2 separate regions of the Zea mays genome follow, and region 2 is linked to region 1. The links are chromatin contacts, called in public Hi-C maps. All regions are on one chromosome and are shown on one strand. The core of a region is the stretch at or near the end of the contact, and the rest is flanking DNA. Distances in the headings are between cores, read along the strand shown.

What was found. Hi-C and Micro-C count contacts between places; a contact is called where the count stands out from the background.
Region 2: a contact with region 1 is called in a Hi-C map of leaf, with 8 times the contacts expected there. The contact joins the promoter of LOC100384416 here to the promoter of LOC100383668 in region 1. A contact is called at or near these places in 4 of 25 Hi-C or Micro-C datasets (ear, leaf and tassel).

Annotation. Positions count from the first base shown.
Region 1 is chr5:36,714,971-36,718,403 of Zm-B73-REFERENCE-NAM-5.0, reverse strand. LOC100383668 (F-box/kelch-repeat protein SKIP11) reads right to left here and starts at 1,798. Exons shown (of 3, transcript NM_001176310.1): 1 at 1,524-1,798; 2 at 1-1,440. The coding sequence starts at 1,276.
Region 2 is chr5:37,505,253-37,508,685 of Zm-B73-REFERENCE-NAM-5.0, reverse strand. LOC100384416 reads left to right here and starts at 1,743. Exons shown (of 18, transcript NM_001362362.1): 1 at 1,743-2,513. The coding sequence starts at 2,113.

The sequences.
Region 1 (3,433 bases), core at 549-3,048:
TCAGATTCCACACAGGTGGCTTGTCATCAGGAATCCATGAGGTTAGCTCAATCGTTCCCCCAACTGGCGTTCTTGGGCCACCAATGACAATAAGCCTCTCACCACATGCCCTGAATGCAAGGCCCCATCCATTCATGGACACAGATCGCTCAGGCAATTTACCAAGTGTGATCCACCTATTATTCTGCTTGTCATACTTCTTCACATCCTTCTCACTATAGTCAGCAGCATAAAGCTCATTCTTGACCACTGCAACAAGTGGGGGTGCACCGCTCACTCCATTTAGACCACCAGACATGTTCTCGATCACCCTCCAAGTCTTGCTCTGCACATCGTACACTTCACCGCAGGTCAATACCATGTTGTTGTTTGTCACACCGCCAATTACATAAAACTTGCCATCCATGAACAACCCAGAGCAATTTTTCCGTGCCTTATTCATGCTAGGAAGAGGTGTCCAAGTATGTGTCTCAGAGTTGTATAGCTCTGCTGAGCTAAGGATCCTGCCAAGAGAATCAGTGCCACCAGCAACATATGCCTTCTCACCAACGCTTGCCGACCCAAATAAACACCGAGGAGAGTTCATCACCTCACCTCGTGACCAAGAGTTTGTCAGTATACTGTATCTGAAGACAATATGTGCCATCCCAAACACAAGTAGTTCGGTGCCCACAGCCAAAGACTCCTTGTCCGAGCACATGAAGCACTCGTCAGGCGGCATCTTGGGCACCGAGATCCAACGCTTGCGGTAGGGGTCATAGGCATCCCACTCCAAAACATTACAGGAGAAGTACACCCAATGCTCCGCTATGTTATTCTGCCGCCGCAGCCTGTAGATCCCCCCTCCTCTCACCAGAGACCGGAAATCATGATTCAACGATGCCACTGAGCCATACTCTGACCGAGACAGCCGGAGGAGGCAGTTGATGGACAGGTCCCGACCGATTTCTCCTATGAGGTCACCCCCACCACCGCTGTGCTCCCCACCACCAGCCACCACGGTGGTGCGGCGGCCAGGGACATGAGCTTCATGAATATCTGGCGTGTGTGGCTGCGGTGACGGCGGCTTGCTGCGCTTGCCACCGCCATCCACCTCGTCCATTTTCTGGACCTCGTCTTCGAAGTCTTCCGGCGCACGCCGCTTCCGTCCGGCGCCTTCGAGGAGGCCATCCACCCACTGTAAATCGACGTCGCATCCGCCCCGCGAAGCCCGGGAAGCCAGGCAGGAGTCCCCGTCTTGCAACGCCATGTCCTCTCGCTTGTCGTACAGATCCATCCCCGCCGCGGGTTCTTGAAAGAACCGGACGCGGCAGCTGCGGGTTCTTACAAGAACCGTACGCGACAAGCACAAGCAAGACGGGGGGAGCCGGTCTCGATCTCCTCTCCTCCTTCTCTTCCTCCTCTCAGGATTTACACCCCGCGCTTTGCTCTTGCTCCGATCTGCGAGCAGAAATAGGAGGAGGTAAACGAATTGGGCGACAAATCGCGAAGGACAGATCGAGAAGCTGAGATCTGGTAAGCACCTCACGAACCCATCCACCCACTCATAGCTCAGTAACACGAATGACGAATCCCCCTCCACCCATCCGAGAATTGAATCCCCCGACGCAAGAATCGGCGCACGTACCTAGGCAGATAAAGGCATCCGATCGAAGAACACCGAATCAACGAAGACAGATGCGGCGGCGGCAGTTGGATCCAGGAAGCAAAGCGAAAAGAAAGGGCAGTCACATCAAACCCTTCCCATCAACTACCCTCTCTCTCTCTCTTCCCTGTACAAAATTTCATTCCCAGCTCCCTCTCTAATCTCTATCTAATTGGCCATATAATATAACTGCGTATATATATAGAAGATGGATAGCTAGAAATAGATGGACTGGTCTCACCCTCTTCTTCTACCACGGGTCTGCGGCGAATGCTTTCCCTGCTGTATGGCGTGTGCCGCCGCCGCATATGGAACCGGTCAAGCCATCTGTTTCACTGCATCGGTTTAGACCGTGTGAAATCGTTCTTAAATATTTTAAACAGGTATAATATAATTATATATTTATGTCTAGACCATTTTATAATTCATCCGTTTAAACTTTTGCAAAACTCATCCAATAAAATACAAACAGACTTAACGCATCATCAAAATCAACGATTCAGATCGTTTGATTCATTTCTCTTCATTAAATAAAATGATCACTATTATTTTAGATCATCTCTCATCTCCCTTCCTCTACAGCGACCCACACCCCCTCCCCTCTTATCGTCTGATTCCCATCCCACGTGACTCCACCGCCCCTCCACCTCACTCGTACCGCTACCATCGTCGATCCCTCCCTAACGTCGCTGGCCCCTCTCTCCACGACCCAACATCTCTTCCCTCTCCCCCTCACTTGTGACTCTGCTACCGGCACCTCTCTCGCGTCATCGCCATCGTCGATCCTCCCTCTCCCCTTCCCAAGATCATAGCGCTAGCACGGACTATATCCTAGTAACACATAATTACTAACATATACTTGATTACTTCATAAAAATACTATTATATATTTTCTTCTTAAATTATGTGATTTTTTATTTTATATCATACTTTATTATTTATATTTTTTAAAAATTTTATATAAGTATTATTTATTTTGTTATGAATTATTTTATCACTAAAGATACTATAAAAATGACTTTTTATTTTATTTGTTTAAACATCTGAATAAGTGAAAGTGTATCTATCTCTTCAATAATTTTTTGGCAAATTGAATAACAATATAATTAAAGATCTAATAAGTTTGCTAAGTGTTAAACTGAAATTTTAAGTATATTTCATGTACTTAAAGAAAGGGTATCAAAGGTTCAACAAGGATGCAAACTTGATGATATTTCATGTAGTGTTCAAATGAATACCAAAGTTATGTATTTTGTGCTAAAAATATGGCAACAATCTAGTTCAAGCATAAGACAACATGTAAATGCAATTGATAAATGAGATATCATAGCTTCATGTGAAAGTAAGCATATTTGGGAAATCGTCAATAAGATATGAGTTGATGATTTTTTATTGGTCTCGGTAGTGGCCTTGCTTTACATGAACAAGAAAAGTTTGATAATGGATTGACTTTGATCAAGTATTGAAAAATGAACCAATGGTGCATAAGTGAGAAAATATCAACAAATGTCAAATGATAAAGGAGATAATGTACAATGGATGTTAGATGGTCTTTACATTGGTTTGCTTGTATTGATACAAATTTAAAAAATCATAGTGCATTGATTTGATCAAGCTAGAAATATGAAGATAGATTTTGAAGCGAGTATTGGGAGTGCCAAGCCAAAAATGAAGAGGATGTGAGGAATCATGAATGTGCTTGACCACATTGATGTGGATTCATGCATGACAAACTATGTGAATCAAACTGAAGTTTGATTGATCTCAACATTCATATCAAGAAGATAT
Region 2 (3,433 bases), core at 494-2,993, 790 kb before region 1:
CAAAGAAAGCACAGAGTAAGGTTGGGAAGAGCAACACACACAAGACTCAAATACGCAGCACACTCACGCACACAAGTGAAGACTCGAGCTCAAATGACAACACAGGGAGTTCGCGACTCGAATGGAGCTCAAATCTCTAACACAACAAAGCGAATGCGCGGGAGCAGAGTCTGAATGCCTTAGAATACTTAGTGAATGCTTGGGGTACTTCTCCATGCGCCTAGGGGCCCCTTTTATAGCCCCAAGGCAGCTAGGAGCCGTTGGAGGCCAACTTGGAAGGCCAAACTTGCCTTCTGTCGGGTGGTGCACCGGACAGTTACTGTAGCTGTCAGGTGCGCGATCTCCTTCCTTTTCTGGCACATCCTACCGTTGGTCCTCGGGATCGGTTGGCGCACCAGACACTGTCCGGTGCACACCGGACAGTCCGGTGTGCCCTAACTGACCGTTGCTGCGGGCCACGTGTCGCCCGCGGATTGCTGGACCGACCGTTGCGCTGGCGACCGTTGGCTCACCGGACAGTCCGGTGCACCACCGGACAGTCCGGTGAATTATAGCCACGTCGCCTTTTTGCTTTTCCCGAGGGCGACGAGTTCGCCGCTGATGACTCATCGGACAGTCCGGTGCACCACCAGACGGTCCGGTGAATTATAGCCGTACGCCGCCGTCGAGTCCTGAGAGTGGCCTTTTCACGCGGACCAGCCTGGCGCACCGGACACTGTCCGGTGCACCACCGGACAGTCCAGTGTGCCAAGCCGAGCTGGAGTTGGCTGCACAGAGCCAAGTCTTTTTCCAATTCTTTTCTTCCTATTTCTAGCACTTAGACAAAATACATTAGTACTCAAAACAATGACTAAGTCTAGAAACATACCTTGTTATATGATTTGCACTTTTTATTTGTTTGGCACATATGAACTCACTTACTATGTGTTGGACACTTAATCACCAAAACATTATAGAAATGGCCCAAGGGCACATTTCCCTTTCACCTTCTGAGGACTGCAGACGAGGAGGAGATGGCGGACGTGACGACGCGGGCGTGGGATGGACGGGCGGGGATCGCGGTAGTGAGAGACGATTGCGGGAGACAGAGGCGGGGGCGTGCTTCACCAAAAAAGGTGGACGCCCACTCTACCATTATATAGAGTAGTAGAGATATGTATGAAAAATGACATTTTATGATAGTAATAGTAGGTTATAGAGCGATTATTTAGAGAGAACCGTTATGGAAGGAAGAAAGTAGGTGATGAGGTGAGGTATCTGCATAGTGCGATAAAGGGAAAAATTAAAGTTATTTGGTTTAAAGAATCACTCCATCTAAAATTATATGATGTATCTTAAGTCTATTGCTTAAATTTAGTGGAACGATCCTATTCATGGTATTAGTACTAACAAACAATAAAAAAAGAGTGCACCGGGAAAAAAAATTGGTGCAGCCGTCTGCAAATTTGAATGTTTGCAGTCCCTCACAAAAAAGAGGATATACCCTACCTACAGGTGCAACAACACAATTAAAACGTTACCTGATAAACCTGTAGGTGGGGTCTATTCTCCTTTTTGTGAGACAGACTGTAAATATTCTGGTTTACAGCCCGCTGCAGCAAAATTTTTTCCAATAGCAAAGCCTAAGCAAGAACACGGTCCAGCAGAAAACTACTCCACTGGCATCTGGCCCCGATGCCCCGGGCCCTACCCGTCAGTGTACCGAACCATATAATATGGCCGCGCCGCATCACCCCCTCGATCCGAGCCGTCCCTCTCACCCTTCCCTGATCTACCTCCCTAGCCTGCCGCCACCACCGTCGTCTCTGCGCCGCGCAGATCCGCCCTGCTGGTGCGGCACCACTCGAGCATACGTGTACGGACGCGACGAGACGTAGTCCCCGCCCACCTCGCCGAGGACTCGTTCCTGTTTCGTGCGCGCCAGCACTACCGGTGTCCGTGCGTGGCTGGGCCAGGTCGATTCGACCGAATCCGGTGGAGTTCACCGTACCGTGGTGTCAAATCGGTGAGTTCCATAGTGTTACGCGTGGGGGAGGAGCGTTCGGGTCTGTCTGGCCGGAAGTGGCGCTGGGATGGCTCTAGGGTTTGGTTTTGATCTTTTGGCCTGAGGGCATGGCGAATGAGGGCCGGATGAAGGGCGTGCAGGGCGTTGGGGGTGGAACTGGTGACGAGGAAGATGGGAATGAGGAGGTGCGAGAGGAGCTGGAACTCGCGCTATCGCTGGGGTGGCGAAGCTGGCACCTCCCGCCGCGGCAGGAGCCCGCTCCCAGCTCACATAACTGGACGGCGGTTCTGCCGGAGTGGAACCCCGACGCCGCTGGTAGCTCGCATGATGCGAAAACGGCCTTGGGCGGACAATCTATCCCTTCTCTCAGGTTCCGAGACATGTTGGGTGGTATCCTAGACGCCTCCCATGCGGGTGGCAGTGTGGAGGTTGGGTGGGGCAACCTGGACGAAGAGGATGAAGACAGAGACCTGCAGAATAAACGGCTTAGAGTACAACACTTTGGCGAGTAAGTTATGCGAATATTGCTCCTCATTTTTAGTATTTTGCATGCTGTGGAGTTTTGGTTGTTTAATTGTTTCGTTTTTCTAGATCCCATTGATAGTAGTTTTGGTAAAACCTGCCTAGTGAAATTGAAATGAAGCTGCGCTTCATGCACTATGTAGTTGATGTGGAATTGCGATCTAAGGTCTTGTTCTTTTGTGTGTATTTGGAGGATACCTAAGATATATTTTGAACTCAAGCATGAGAATTTATGCAGTGCATTTTTGGATGTACGGGTATGTTGAAATGTTGAGCCCATTCTAACAATGATATCAATGGGCATGTTTGGTTCGCTGCCTCACGCCTAAGTTTAGGCAAGTTTGACCAAGGTAGGCATGTGTTTGGTTTATAGCCACAGTTTAGCCAAGACTATTCTCCCGCTGCATAAACTTGTAAAAGTGTGACAATATTTCCTTAGGCGTGGCAAACTGTGGCACATAATTTAAGTGCCTAACTTTAGTCAAGTGTGGCTTAAAATGTGTGGCAATTTTTAACATGTAAAGTATAGAACCAAACTGTATTGAATTAATTGCAGGATATTTAGGGCCTGTTTGGCATGACTCTGCTCTACTTTGGAGCAGCTCTGTTCCAAAACTGTAGGATGGAGCAACTTTACTGTGGAGTTTTAGTGGCGCTTGGGTAGAAAATGATTCATAGCTCCAGTAACAAGGTTTTTACAAGCAAAAGTACATCCTTGCCCGCGGTTGCCGGCGGAGGGAGGTCACATGGCGGGCGACGGAGGGAGGAGGAGGCGTGGTGGCTGGCTGGCGCGGCGGGAGTAGACAACACGACCGGCAGAGGGAGGAGACTCAACGGGTGGAGGGAGGAGGCACGACGGGCGGCGAAGGGTGGAGGAGGTGTGGTGGCCGGCCGACACGACGGGAG